Linked DNA regions of Sus scrofa: regions 2 and 3 are each linked to region 1. Evidence: chromatin contacts called from public HiChIP or PLAC-seq data. All regions are on one chromosome and are shown on one strand. The core of a region is the stretch at or near the end of the contact, and the rest is flanking DNA. Distances in the headings are between cores, read along the strand shown. Region 1 overlaps LOC102159645 (a long non-coding RNA gene). Region 2 has its middle 240 kb from the start of SLC30A5. Region 3 has its middle 300 kb from the start of SLC30A5.

The links. HiChIP or PLAC-seq counts read pairs in DNA pulled down with a chosen protein or histone mark.
Region 2: an H3K27ac HiChIP or PLAC-seq map of skeletal muscle shows a contact between it and region 1, with 6 times the contacts expected there. The contact joins two enhancer-like sites. A contact is called at or near these places in 1 of 47 Hi-C or Micro-C datasets (embryonic fibroblasts) and 1 of 2 datasets of contacts at active chromatin or transcription factors (skeletal muscle).
Region 3: a contact with region 1 is called in an H3K27ac HiChIP or PLAC-seq map of skeletal muscle, with 4 times the contacts expected there. The contact joins two enhancer-like sites. A contact is called at or near these places in 1 of 47 Hi-C or Micro-C datasets (fetal heart ventricle) and 1 of 2 datasets of contacts at active chromatin or transcription factors (skeletal muscle).

Annotation. Positions count from the first base shown.
Region 1 is chr16:46,710,747-46,715,487 of Sscrofa11.1, reverse strand. All of the region lies in intron 2 of LOC102159645 (a long non-coding RNA gene), which reads left to right. Among named protein-coding and RNA genes, the nearest start is that of PIK3R1, 280 kb to the right of the region's middle. Within about 2 kb of position 1,832, at least 1 of the 83 cell types and tissues checked has an H3K27ac peak or open chromatin away from gene starts, as enhancers often do. A contact at or near this core is called in skeletal muscle, where this site is marked.
Region 2 is chr16:47,039,806-47,044,546 of Sscrofa11.1, reverse strand. No RefSeq gene overlaps it. Among named protein-coding and RNA genes, the nearest start is that of SLC30A5, 240 kb to the left of the region's middle. Within about 2 kb of position 2,881, at least 3 of the 83 cell types and tissues checked have an H3K27ac peak or open chromatin away from gene starts, as enhancers often do. A contact at or near this core is called in skeletal muscle, where this site is marked.
Region 3 is chr16:46,977,714-46,982,454 of Sscrofa11.1, reverse strand. No RefSeq gene overlaps it. Among named protein-coding and RNA genes, the nearest start is that of SLC30A5, 300 kb to the left of the region's middle. Within about 2 kb of position 2,539, at least 3 of the 83 cell types and tissues checked have an H3K27ac peak or open chromatin away from gene starts, as enhancers often do. A contact at or near this core is called in skeletal muscle, where this site is marked.

The sequences.
Region 1 (4,741 bases), core at 583-3,082:
CTCCCTGGAGTATCATGTTCCACAGGGCCAGGGCAAGAAGGATTTCAGCAAGGCAAGTCTTTGTGCTCAGTCTGCTTTCTCACATACCCAGCTATATTCCATGGGGCACAGCCATGGCATGAAGATGACTGAGTCAGGAAAGGACAATATCAGTGCCAGACCAGCTCTCCTCTTGGACAGTCTTAACCCTATTCTCGAACTAAAGGCACTCAATGGACCTGATGGTGAGTTCCCCCTTAAGTCCCACCCCAGTGACTTTTCCTGCTAAATTCATTCAATTAAAAACATTTCAGTATTTCACAGATGTTCTAACTAGGAGTACCTAAAATAAGGACTTTGAGTCTTGTTTCTTTTCAACTGCCAAAGAATCTCCCAAATCACATTATAAATACAGGATTTGACCTTGAAGGAGTGTCCATTAGTGTATTGAATGCCCTTGCCAGTAGCGGTCAAAAACTGAGACTTTGTCAAGTCAGGAAACACCCTATTAGAACTCTTCCACAAGGACACTGGGTAAACACTAGCCTCACATCAACTGAGCCTCTCATATAGTGCAGCCCAGAACAAAGTTGTATGCCTCAAAGTGACCTGATAACTAGAATCAGAAGTAGCAATATTTAAATGACCTTTATCAAACAGTAATAAAAAAACAGTAATTTTCAGTCTTACATCATTGGGCCATAAAGACAGAGTAATAGTTGGTGAGAACCGACTACAGGCTGAGCTCTTCCACACGTGTCATCCTTATTAATACTCGTTGAAAAGGAAAGGGTACAGGGAAGAGCAGAGTCCCCAGATATGCAGATACTAAGACAGTCCTAACACATTTTGTCTCATTAGAAAGCTAAGGCTTGGAGAAGCTAAGGAACCTGTCCAGGTTCACACAGCCAGTACATAGCAGAGCTGGGATTCAGAATCAAGTCTTTGTAACTTCAGCATCTGTGTCTTAACCCCTACATCCTAGAGAACCTATGGCTTGTCAGTGAAATAAGTGGTTAACTCATCAAATTGGCATACATGTAGAAAACATAAGAATGGGGTCCATCTAAGACTCTATATCTTTTTCTCTTCATATCTCTATTTCATGCCAGGTGTGTCTTGGTGATTAATGCTTCTGAAGTTCTGAGTGTGTCCAGATGATCTGCTATCTACAGAACATAAATGGGAAATTTCAAGATGGTGTTCTTTAACAGGCTTACCACCAAATGCTGTCAGAAAACTAAAATTGTCCAGGCTATTTTGAGACCAAGTTTTATCCAGATTCTCCCCAAAGTAAACTGACGTTCATGAATCTCAGAGCTGTTCTTTGCCTCACATTTTAGTTGGAGTCATATGGCTAGAGTTTGTGCTCAAATTCATGTTCCTTGGTTGACGCTAACCCTTCTGAAAAGCATAGTGGAATTACATGGTCACAGGTGAAAGTGGGGGCCTGCACTCACAAGTTCAAAATAAAGGCAAGGCAAGTTTGACTCGAATATGAACACAGTACCAGGAATAAAATTAGAAATTGCCCATTTTATGTTTATACGCCTCATAGGCTGACAGTGGATATAGCTTGTTTACTTTTAAGTATAAATTACCAAGTTTTCCCACCTTGAGATAGGAACCTGACTGTGAGACAAAATCTTCTCTTCTTCTCTCCTTTTGTAACAAGTAGAGGTGGCTTGGTGAAATGTGTGTTAGTTTTTATTCCAGGTGAGAAAGTAGAAGTAAGCCTGTAAATTTTGAGTAATGCATCCAAGATGCATCTGAGACTAGTCTGGACGGGACACTAATATAAATAGTAACAAGGACCATAAATGTCACCACTCCCTAAGCTGCCCCATTATTGGCACTTGACACTTGGCCCTGGGTCCTAGAGCCCTTATGGTCGCTGTGCAGCCTGGGAAGTGATGCAGGGTGACACACATGGAGAATCTTTTCTTGGAAATGGGTTTGGAGGACAGCCTATTGTAAACAATAAGCCCTTGTGTGTGTGAATGAAAATAAACTCAGACAGTGCATAGGGTTACGGTTATGTGTTGAAAGGCAAAAATCCACCACCTGTCACCTATCCACAGGCCCTGACCAGAGCATTTGCCTGAGTCTGGAATCCCATTCTAGGACCTTGGACTAAGTGATCAGACATTTCTTTACAAGAGTCCAGTGACTTAGAGATAGACTCCCATGGAATTTAAACTTGTTTAAAAAAACACATAATTTGGGAGTTCCCATTGTGGCTCAGTGGTAACAGACCTAACTAGTATCCATGAGGATGCAGGATCAATCCCTGTCCTCATTCAGTGCATTAAGGATCCAGTGTTGCTGTGATCTGTGTAGGTTGCGGACATGGCTCAGATCCCACATTGCTGTGGCTGTGATGTAGACCAGCAGCTGCAGCTCTGATTCAACCCCTAGCCTGGGAACTTCCATATGCCATACATGCAGCTGTAAAAAGCAAAAAACAAAACAAAACGAAACAAAACAAAAAACCAAAACAACAACAACCCCTGAAAAACATAATTTGGGCATGTATTTTAATAAAGAAAGCCATGTTGTATGAGGCAGTCACGTAATCTTTCATCTGTCAGCCTGTTACCGGTTACCCAAATGCCACAGTGGATAGGCTACACTGGGTCAGCTTTCATATATTTCCCTCCAGTCATTGTACATGATATTATCCAGTCACAGCATGTCTGTTGGCCCCAAGCTGTATGAGTGAGAAATATGACAAGCTCTCCAGCTTTATCCCTCCAGACAGATAAACATCATAATTTTCTATCATTGCTTTTGATTCTAAAGTTTCTGTTAAGCAAATAGCATTTATGGCCCAGAAAATTGTATATATGGGTCAGGATGTTATTTCTTTTCCTCCCTCATAATGTACATCTCAGTTGAAATGTTTCCTTCCTGCCTTCCTTTCTCACGTTGCACAGCTAGAGTTCTGGAGTTGACTGTATAATTTCAAGAGGATAATTTTCTATCAACGTAAAGCTCTTAGGAGGACTCAGGGAAAAGTATTTTGGCACTTACTTAGGAAGAATTACTATGCTGGTTGCAGTAACATTTTGGAAATAAGAAGTGTCTTTAGTCTCATGATTACATAAATTTCTACTTGGCAAACAAGGATTGTTCTGGCATTGTGGTCCTAGTATTTAAGACACCATCTTTTTTTTTAACCTAAATTCCTTTTCTGTGAATCTGCATTGTCAGTAAGGACATAACCCAGGGGGTACTGGCTGTAATTTTATTGCTCAAGCTGACGGACAATGCAAGGGTCCAGGGGACTCAAATGTTTTAAGTTATTTTATGTGGTACAGAGGACTGGAAAGAGGGCGGTGTCCCAGCTTTTCATCCAGTTGGCTGGTATACAGCTACTGAAGAGAGCTCTAGGGCACACAGGGGAAGCATGGCTCCTGCATTTTCATAATAGGCTTTCAGAAATAGGAACCTTTCTGGTAGCAAATGAGTCCCAATGGCAGCTTAACACTCCAAAATGAGTTAGAACTTTTACCCTAAGTGTAGGTTCCCAGGGTATGCTCTGTGGGCCCCTGGAAAACTACAGCTTTGCAAAGGGTGAGAAATTCACAATTGGGGAGAAAATTACCTGGATGACATGTCTCAAACAATTGTGTCCTAGGTCATCTAATGTAGTGGTTAAGGATCTGGACCCTGACAGGTTCAAGTCCTGGATATGGCTCTCCCTGGATGTATGGTCCTAAACACGTGATTTCAGCTCTGAGTCCTTCAGTTTCTTCATTTCTGCAAAATGTGGGCAAGTGTTATTCACATAGTTAGGACTCAATACATTTTACCTTTTTTTTTTTGCTTTTTAGGGCTGCACCTGTAGCATATGGAGGTTCCCAGTCCAGGGGTTGAATCAGAGCTGCAGCTGCCAGCCTATGCCACAGCCATCACAATGCAGGATCTGAGCTGCATCTGCAACCTACACCGCAGCTCATGGCAACTCCGGATCCTTAACCCACTGAGTAAGGCTAGGGATTGAACCTGTCTCCTCATGGACACTGGTTGGGTTTGTAACCCACTGAACCACTATAGGAATTCCCTAGTTATTGTTATTATTTGACAGACATACATGTGGCTGCCATCATGATAAATTAAAAAGACATTCACTTGAATATGATTTCTTGGCTACTCTCTGCAAATAAATACAGTTTCAATGGATAGACACCAAATGCAGGATTACCATTACATGGGAGGCCCTCATTCTCAGGAAGGGGTGGAAGGAATAAAGAGGTGAGGCTGAATTATCCTAAAATAGAGAAAAAAATATATATGTCAGACAAGGCCAACATCTTCCATTTGGCACAATAGACAGAATCTAGGACTCATGATATTTGCAGGGGCTCTTAAAAATGTTCTTTTAAAATTAGAAGAGGTGTTTTAATATGTACTGTTAATACATTCATCTTTATGTGTATCATTTTTAATATTCTTATGGAGGAAGGGGACAATGAAGACAGAACTACCAAGGCCCACAGATTCATAATGAGGCCCTGACTGCAGGTGTCTCTGTTACATCTCTTCATGCACTTCTCTGTGTCCCCTACTGAATGGGGAGGTCTTCGAGCAGAGGTTGCAACTTCTTGGCAGTTATACATGCAAACCCTGTCACATAATAGGCAGCCAATAAATGTATGATAAATGAAGGATATGATTAGCATTTCACAGCACATGCAATAAGCATGATGCCCTGGAAAGGAGGTTGTTACTAAGTCTCTGAGTCAATCCAAGGGCAGCC
Region 2 (4,741 bases), core at 1,632-4,131, 330 kb before region 1:
ATAGTTCCCAGTGCCACACAGCAAGATCTCATTGCTAATCCATTCCAAAGGCAATAGTCTGTATCTATTAACCCCAAGCTCCTAGTCCATCCCACTCCCTCCCCTTCCCCCCTTGGCAACCACAAGTCTATTCTCCAAGTCTATGATTTTCTTTTCTTTGGGAAGGTTCATTTGTGCTATGTATTAGATTCCAGATATGTGATATCATATGGTATTTGTCTTTCTTTTTCTGACTTACTTACTTCACTCAGTATGAGCGTCTCTAGTTCCATCCATGTTGCTGCAAATGGCATTAGTTTGTGTTTTTTTATGGCTGAGTAGTATTCCATTGTGTATATATACCACATCTTCCTAATCCAATCATCTGTTGATGGACATTTAGGTTGTTTCCATGTCTTGGCTGTTGTGAATAGAGCTGCAATGAACATGCGACTGCATGTGTCTTTTTTAAGGAAAGTTTTGTCCGGATATATGCCTAAGAGTGGGATTTCTGGGTCATATGGTAGTTCTATGTATAGTTTTCTAAGGTACCATCATGCTGTTCTCCATAGTGGTTGTACCAGCTTACATTCCCACAAACAGTGCAGGAGGATTCCCTTTTCTCCACACCCCCTCCAGCATTTTTTATTTGTGGACTTATTAATGAAGGGCATTCTGACTGGTGTGAAGTGGTATCTCATGGTAGTTTTGATTTGCATTTCTCTAATAATCAAGGATGCTGAGCATTTTTTCAAGTGATTGTTGGCCATCCATTGATCTTCTTTGGAGAAATGTCTATTCAGGTCTTTTGCCCATTTTTCCATTGGGTGGTTGGCTTTTTTGCTGTTGAGTTATATAAGTTGCTTATATATTTTAGAGATTAAGCCCTTGTCAGTTGCATCATTTGAAACTATTTTCTCCCATTGTGTAATTTGTCTTTTTGTTTTCTTTTTGGTTTCCTTTGCTGTGCAAAAGCTTGTCAGTTTGATTAGGTCCCACTGGTTTATTTTTGCTCTTATTTCTGTTGCCTTAGGAGAATGACCTGAGAAAATATTCATGAGGTTGATGTCAGAGAATGTTTTGCCTATGTTCTCTTTTGGGAGTTTGATGGTATCTTGTCTTATATTTAAGTTTTTCAGCTGTTTTGAGTTTATTCTTGTGCATGGTGTGAGGGTGTGTTCTAGTGTCACTGATGTGCATGCAGCTGTCCAGGTTCCCAGCAATACTTGCTGAAAAGACTGTCTTTTCCCCATTTTATGCTCTTGCCTCCTTTGTCTAAGATTAAGTGACTATAGGTGTCTGAATCAGACAATATCCTTATAGACTTTTGGTGTGATACTGTTTCTTCTTTCCTCTGAGGACAGTCCTTTGGGAATCCTAGCTTTATGCAGTGGTCTCAGATCTGACCTCCAACCTTGCCCAAGCCAAGGCTTAGTCTCTTGTCCCTAAAACTCAGGTTCTTGTCTTATTAAAACCCAGACTCTAATCTGCCAAGAATTGGCAAATTCCCCCAGGGTTCCAGCACTCACTTACCCCTGTGTGTTAAGCTGCATGTTATGTGGTTAACACAGAAAACTATGTTGATTTGAATTACATGAGAGAAATATGAGACTCTTCCTTTGTAACTTTCCTTCCTTCCTTCCTTCCTTCCTTCCCTCCCTCCCTCCCTTCTTTCCTTCCCTCCCTCCCTTCTTTCTCTTTCTTTCTTTCTTTCTTACTTACTTACTTTCTTTTTGGATTTTTAGGGCTGCACTCTTGGCATATGGAGGTCCCCAGGCTAGGGGGCTAATTGGAGCTACAGCTGCTGGCCTACGCCACAGCCAAAGCAACACCAGATGCAAGCCATGTCTGCAACCACACCACAGCTCATGGCAACACTGGATCCTTAACATACTGAGTGAGGCCAGGGATCAAACTCGCAACCTCATGGTTCCTGGTCAGATTCGTTTCTGCTGTACCATGATGGGAACTCCTGTCTTCCTTTGTAGCTTTCTAAAGTGTAACGAGGGGAGCACAGTTTACAGGAATAGATCAGCTCAGTACAGTGAAGACTGCTTCTCAATAAAATGAGCTGTTTCATGAGATAGTGAATTTCCTGTCACCATATGGATTCAAGGATAGGCTAGACAACTTACTGGGGACAGTTAGGTAGAGAGGGCTGGATTGGATTGGACAGGAGTGCTGCCCTCCTCTCCTTCCACTTGCTTGATGCTGATCTGCATACCAGAACCAAAGCCATAATTCACTCAGGAAGAAGCCTCCTTTCTCTTGCCATCTGAAAATTTAAAGTCTTGGCTTCCAGGTCTGTTCCCTGCCCTCCAGTGGCTCCTTGACACCTGGCAGCAGAGCTGTCTGGTCTGACAGGTTGCGCCAGAGCATGCGATGTCTGGGCTGCCAGGGTCTGCTGTTCACGTGGCCACGTCTCTGGGCTCTGTCAGGTGGCCATGGTTTGTCTTGGCTACATTGCTGTCAAGGGGGGAGGTAGACAGGGGGCAGGATGAGAGAGCAACAGGTGTTACCAGGCGTCTAGACAGAAACGTATCCTTATACCCACAGGAGCATTCGTTTAAAATAGCTCTTTCCCCAAATATTCTTCTGGTGGCACTGGGCCCGTCTGTGCTGTGGTTTAAGATCATTTGGCACCTCTCATTCTTGCAATCAGAGAATGGTTTCTGGGGCTGTAAAATCATCCGTGATCTAAACCAATTAGCTCAGCCAGGGGAGGATTACATGCACCAGCTCTGGTACGGGGGCAACTTCACGCAAGCTGATTTTACAAAGTTTTAGTGTTTTTGCTTGCCCTGTTCTCCTCTAGGGCTGTCATCATTTAACAGGATGAGGCCCTGGCAGGTGACATCTTTAGGTGCTTGTTCAATTGCCCTTGGAGAAACTGAGTGAAAAGTGTTCACACTGTCATGCTTGGTGCAGTAAGGACGGGAGGATGCCCTCTAAACGTGGGCAGTCTGTTTATATGAAGAGAGGAGTAAAATGTCCTTTTCCTGTTTGGGATGAATTGGAAACTGACAGAGCTTAGTCATGGGAGACATAGATGAGGCTCTGCCAAGAGTGCTGGGGCCTGAGGGCCCTTCATGGAACCCAGGCTGACATGAGGTTAAAGCCAAGGGGGCAAGTTCGATATAAGCTACAGGGACTTAGACTGTGCTTAGTGTCATACTATTCTGGCAAGTAAGGGACAGTGGTTTCATAGGTGAACTTGAGCAAGAAGAGCTGAGTTTGTAATGGGTTCCCCCAATAATTTCCTTTTGGTTTTGGCCCTTGTTAGAATAGCACCTTGAACTATGAGCAGAAAAAAAATAGAGAGAAAATGAGAATATAAAAATCTCACCCTTCCAGAGAAAGCTACAAGTGACATTTGGTTGTATATCCTTCCACATCCTTTTGTGTATGTGTGTGTGTCTTTTTATAGAAATGGAACCATACTCTTTGTCATCTCCTTACCTGCTTCTTATATTGATTCAATAAACAGATATCTAAAGAATGACTACCATGTACCTAGTCTTGTTCTAGGCACTGGGTGTGCACTGATGAACAACACAAATCCCTTACTTTCATGGAGCTTACGTTCTAGAAAGCATTCTGTGTTGAGCATCTTGTCCTATCCATTGATCCTTCTATGAAACAGCATTTTTAGGAGCTATATACTATTCTATTCTATAGATGGACTTTAATTTTTGTGTGTGCTGTTGTTGGAAATTCAGATGGTTTGCAACTTATTGCTCTTGCAAACAATGAGATGATGAACCTTTTGGTAGCTAATATGTCCATACAGATTTATCAGTAAAGGCTGTAATGGAAAACTAAAACTAAATGCTTTCTCTGGTAGTGGGGATAAATGTGTACTCTCTGGTTGTGACCTGCAGGCAATTAGTTGCAAACACTTGGGCTCAGAGGGTATCACTGACAGACTTGGCTGACCACATGGCTTGGGTTGGGGCAGGCGGGCCGCATGTGGATGTGTTTCAGCTGACCCAGGTGGACTGCCTGGCAGCACTCAGACCTGTGGATCAATTAAGGACACATAAGGGTTTCAGGGGTCTTTAGAGGACTGGTTGCTCTCACTGTGGTTTTAAAAAAATAAAGCTCCATGATAAACTACTGAAATTATATTTTAGCAAACCAAAGAAAAGGATTCTCTGTAGCACACACACAAAGGAGTTGGGGACAGCCTGTCCTTGTGCATTGAGGGCTGGGCAAGGACAGCGCAGCAGGTAGAAGGACCAGCTTTCATGAAGGCCTTTCTATATATTGAACCCTTGTGAGAAGAATGGGAGGCGAAGCAGTGAGAGGCAGCTGGCCACAGGAATGAAGGTTTGCTTTCACAGGGCTCCCTAAGTTTGTAGTTGTGTGTTCATTGTGCTTTAGATCATCTGTTTGTGTCCATGATGTGCTCTTAGGCTTACCAGAGGAAGTGAGTCCTTCCTTTTTTTTTTTTTTTTTTTTTTTTTTTTTCGTCTTTTTGACTTTTCTAGGGCCGCTCCTGAGGTATATGGTAGTTCCCAGGCTAGGGGTCTAATCAGAGTTGTAGCCACTGGCCTACACCACAGCCACAGAAACTCGGGATCCGAGCTGCATCTGTGGCTTGCACCACAGCTCACGGTAACACTGGATCCTTAACCCACTGAGCAAGGCCAGGGATTGAACTCGCAACCTCATGGTTCCTAGTTGGAGTCATTAACCACTGTGCCACGACGGGAACTCCAAATGAGTCCTTCCTTTTGCCGGATAGTTCTGGTGAATAAGA
Region 3 (4,741 bases), core at 1,290-3,789, 270 kb before region 1:
TTCCCACCAACCAGAGTGGCATGTTATGGATAAAGATAAATTCAGTTCTACTAGACCCAAACACTGATTGTATGCCTCATATTCTGCCAAAGTGATTGCCTAGTTGCTGTTTACTATAAGTCACAGCCAAAGATGAACTCTGAATGCTATGTCTAAGTGGCAGCCAAAAGATCTGGTCTTTCTCTGAAGGTCAAGTGCAGTTCTCCCAAGTGTCAGATGGCAGTTATCACAGGCTCTTCTGGAGGAATCACAGTCTTTATCTGGAAAAGCAACACAGTGTGGGCGTTGGACCTGGTCTTGGCCACAATGGGAACCCAAACACATAAGACCAGGAGATACCTTGAAGGGCTAGGGCTGTGACACGTATGTGGAAACTTGGCCTTGACCATTGTCTGATTGGACTCATCTAATACTCAGACAGGAAAAAAAAAATAAGAAAAGCAAGCACAATGCCTAATTTCTTCCCACCCCAGTTTCATTTTATTTGTGTGTGTAGTTCTCTCTTCGTATGAAGATTGTTCCTTGGCTAATTTAAGAGACACTGACTGTGCTGAGCATGAATCTTTAATCTAAAACAAAACTCTTCAGTGGAAGAATGGCTTGTTTGACTTCTGAATACCCTTTTGTATCTGTATTTCCTAAACTTTCCTAATTCCTATGAAGCCTTTCCATATGAATTCTTCTTGGGCAGATGAAGGGCTTCTGGAAACACCCAGAACTGGCTTCACTTTTGCTTCCCCTAGATAAATAGGATAGCTTTCCAATCCACGGATCTGAAATCTATGATATGGCATCAGCTTTTCTAAACAAGGGAGGTTTGGGCTGGTGTTTTTTAAAAAAATACTTTTTTTTTTTTTTTTTTTTTTTAATGCCAACTAACCACTGTGCCGCTGGACCAGGAAGCTTCCTGGCAGTACAATGGTCCTGAGGGGGAAATGTGGTCATTGATCAATAAAACCCCAATGTGGGGAAAATAACAGGAGGGCAGTTATAACATTAGGATGCTCTCTTCAGGATATTCTCATTTCTTTAAGTCTCCGTTTCGTGTGGCAGTTCTCTATTTCTCAGACAAAACTTGGTGGACAAACTGTTCTCACTGATTGCTAATGGGCTAAATTGTAGGTGCTGGTAAGGAGAGATTCTGGCAACAGACATTTAAGTATCCAAGTAGTTGCAAATATCAGGAGAGAAAAATGTGTTCACCTCACCAGGTTCACTTAAAAAACTAGAATAGTGGGGCTAGTGTTTCTCCATTTACCCTCTTTCAGGTCAATGAGAAAAATCCAGAGAGACTGGAAAAAAAATCCCCCTCAACTCCAGACTCTCTTTGTTTGCCCTTGACTTAGTGTTTAGATAAAGGGGTACAGAGAAGCTCCAGGGAAGCCACCAGTACTGGAGTCTAAGCTTCTTTCTTTCTAGGCCTGCCTGTAGCCTCTGCTGAGCAGTCTTTTCAGAGTGGGTTGTTTTTTATTCTGGAACAAGTGATGCTTTCTTCCGGCACTTGTTTTATGCAATGAAAGTGAATGTTTCTGCATGCTGGCGATGAGGGGATGTATTCCGGAACGGTACAGGGACACTTTAACAATTAACAGATTCCTAAAAAAATTCTGAATAAATAAAATGACTTGGTGGATGTGGGAGGGTGGTTGGGAATTTTAGATTTAAAGGGAATCCTTCTGCGATTTTTTTTTTTAGTAAAATATTGAATCTTTTTTTGAAGCAAATTATCACATCCCAATTTATCCTGTGTAAATCTGGAATGCCACATGGAGACTTGACTTTAGCTGGAACACGCCTTCACCGAGCTAGTTCAAAGCCAGTTCCTCTCCTTCCCCAACTAGAAAGGAAACTCCATGAAAGCGAAGTCGTGGCTGTTGGATGGACTGTTGATGCTTGAGAGCACGGAGTAGATACTCCCTAAGTGTTGGCTGAAGTCACTGGACAGATGAAGAGGCAGACAAGAAGCTGGTATTCTAAAATGTGATCAAAGAGAAAGGATCTAGAATCTGTTGTCAGGGCCAATATTTAAAAGAGGCCTCTTTGGGTTACAATGGGATCTGGCACCTTAACCTCAGAGACCTGTTTTGTACTGCGTATTAATTTTACCCCAGTGCAGTTTCTTCTGCTCTGGAACCCTTTTTACATTGATACAGGCTACAAACAGATGTTCACAGGGGAGGGCCCTCTAGCCGGTGCCCTGGGGATTCTGGACCATGCATTCTGGTTGGCTTCCCTTTTCTGTGTCAGGACATGGTTGTAAATTCATGCACTGGGCAGGAACTGTCAGCGTGTACATTTCCAGCTCTCCTCATTCCATGCCACGACCTTCCCTCGTGAACATTTGTGTGGGAACTGATACGGCGTGGGGGAGAGCAGCATTAAATGGAAACACGGTCCTGCCATATCTCTTAACTTACAGTGAAGCTGGAGACACAGGAGCCCATAACATGACTCCCTTGTTCATGTTACACTCGGGGGAAAACCAGAGCCACATGTTTGAGTGGCACCTTCTGAGCTCCTGTTTCCAAATTCAAACTGAGCTGACACGTGGTGTACACGATTTCAACCCAGGAGCACATTTCACTTAATCCACAGGGCATCTGAGTTACATGAGTACAAAATGAGAAACAGACGTGACTGCAGGTGCTTTCGGCTCTGCTCTGGTATAACTAACTCAAAGGTGTCTTTGATTTCAGTGAGAAATTTGGCAGAGAGTTTGTCCATAAAGCACTTTAATTGCACTGGTTTTTGGTGGAAGGGCTTCTCTCTCTGCCCACCTCACTCTCCCCCAACACATTCAAATACATATAAAACTCCCGTTAGAAAGAGTAGAATGACTGTTAAAAATAAAATTTAAATTAAAGGCCGACCTCAGTAACTCGTACATTTCCCATTCTCCTTATAAATGGCCATCAGTTTTCATGCTTTGGATAGTCCGATTTTAAATAGCTAATAATTCCCCAATAGTTCACAATGGCTCCAAATCTATTGCGTAAATAATGTGGCTTGTAAATATAAATAAATGAACAGTTAACCAATAAACCGAAATGGCTTCACAGAAGTCAGTCAACTCCAATGGGGATATTAGACATTTAAAAAAAATGGCCAAAATAAGGATTTGTTCAGTAGACCATAACCGTTCATGGCTTGAGAAAGAGTATGCTACATTTTTGCCTGGAAATATAACGAAGTTCTCAATTCCTGGATTAAAAGTTGTGTATAATTGAAGCAAAACTGCCGTACTGTTGAGCCATGGTCTGGGACCTTTGGAGGGATGCTTTTTGTGTTTTCAAGGCTTAGCATTTAGAAGGTGCTTAATAAATGTGAAATGATGATAATGATGAATAAGACTCAGTTTGAGGTGGGCTGAATACCATTCACAGCAAAGTGGTTTCTTCTAGGAGTTCCCGTCATGGCTCAGGGGGAGAGAATCTGACTAGTATCCATGAAAATTCGGGTTCGATCCCTGGCCTCCCTCAGTGGGTTAAGGATCCAGCGTTGCGGTGAGCTGTGGTGTAGGTCACAGATGTGGTTCGGATCCTGTGTTGCTGTGGCTGTGGTGTAGGCCAGCAGCTGTAGCTGGGATTTGACCTCTAGTCTGGGAACCTCCATGAGCTGTAGGTGTGGCCCTAAAAAAAAAAAAAAAAAAAAAAAAAAGAAAAAAAGAAAAAAAGGTGGTCTGTTCTGGCTCTCTATCAGAGGCAGAGAGTCTGTCACCTTTTTAGCGTAGGCTTGTTGATCTTGGGCAAGACACATTATGTCTCTGGCCTTCAGTTGCCTCATCTGTGCAATGAGAGGATGGCTAGATGACCTGCTAGGTCCCCCCTGGTTAAAACTTAGGGTATGATTCTGTGGGAAATTTGGGTTTTACTGTGTGCCTTAAGAGTTTTATACAGAATAATCTATAACTAAAATTTTTTCATAGCCTGAAGCTGCTACACCTGTATGGAAATTATTATAGGCATTTTTTGGTCTCAGGTACCCTGAATCAGGGCTGTCTAGGTTTGGTTTCACAGGTTGTGCGTTGCACAACTCCAGGGGGCACCATTCACATAGATGATGAAGTGGATGCCCTCCCCCCACCACTACCCTCCAGTTATGCAACGTTGTTGCACTGCCTTAAATATACAATATATTTTCTTTTTGGTTACTGAACAGATTCATGTTGTTAGATTATTTTTTAAACGCCTGTTTGGAATTCTGCCAACATCTGCCTTCAGACTCCTTTTCTGAGAAGACTTCCTCTGATCCTTTCCCAAGCTTTGATTAGAATAAAACTAACGTCTAATTTAAAAGGTAATCATTCTCATTCAGGATGGGTTGTGCTCTTACGAGTGAGGGAGAAAAGGTCCACCAAGCTATTTTGCTGCCCCTTACCTGGCATTATGCACACAGGGAAGAGCAGCAACATACGGCAACAGAATATGGTAGCCTGGGGCCCAATATAGGTAGCTCTATATGTTGTATGTTTCCAGTACAGAAATAGATCGTTATTTCTTGAAACTCTGCCCAGTGGTTGGGCTAAGGGGAGTTTTCCATCTTGCACTGTGGAACAAGTTTGATTGTGAACTGGGGCTGATCCCAACCCTAAGCAGGCTTCAGGCTTGGTGGCCTGGGGTAACCGCTTATGGAATGGTAGCTGACTGCTTCCGTGCTCCCACACTAGGAAGAGACAGAGACCGCTGGGGTTTGCTCAAGCCAGTCCTCTCCCTTGTGGGGAGCAGAGCTGGGCTCTTGAAAA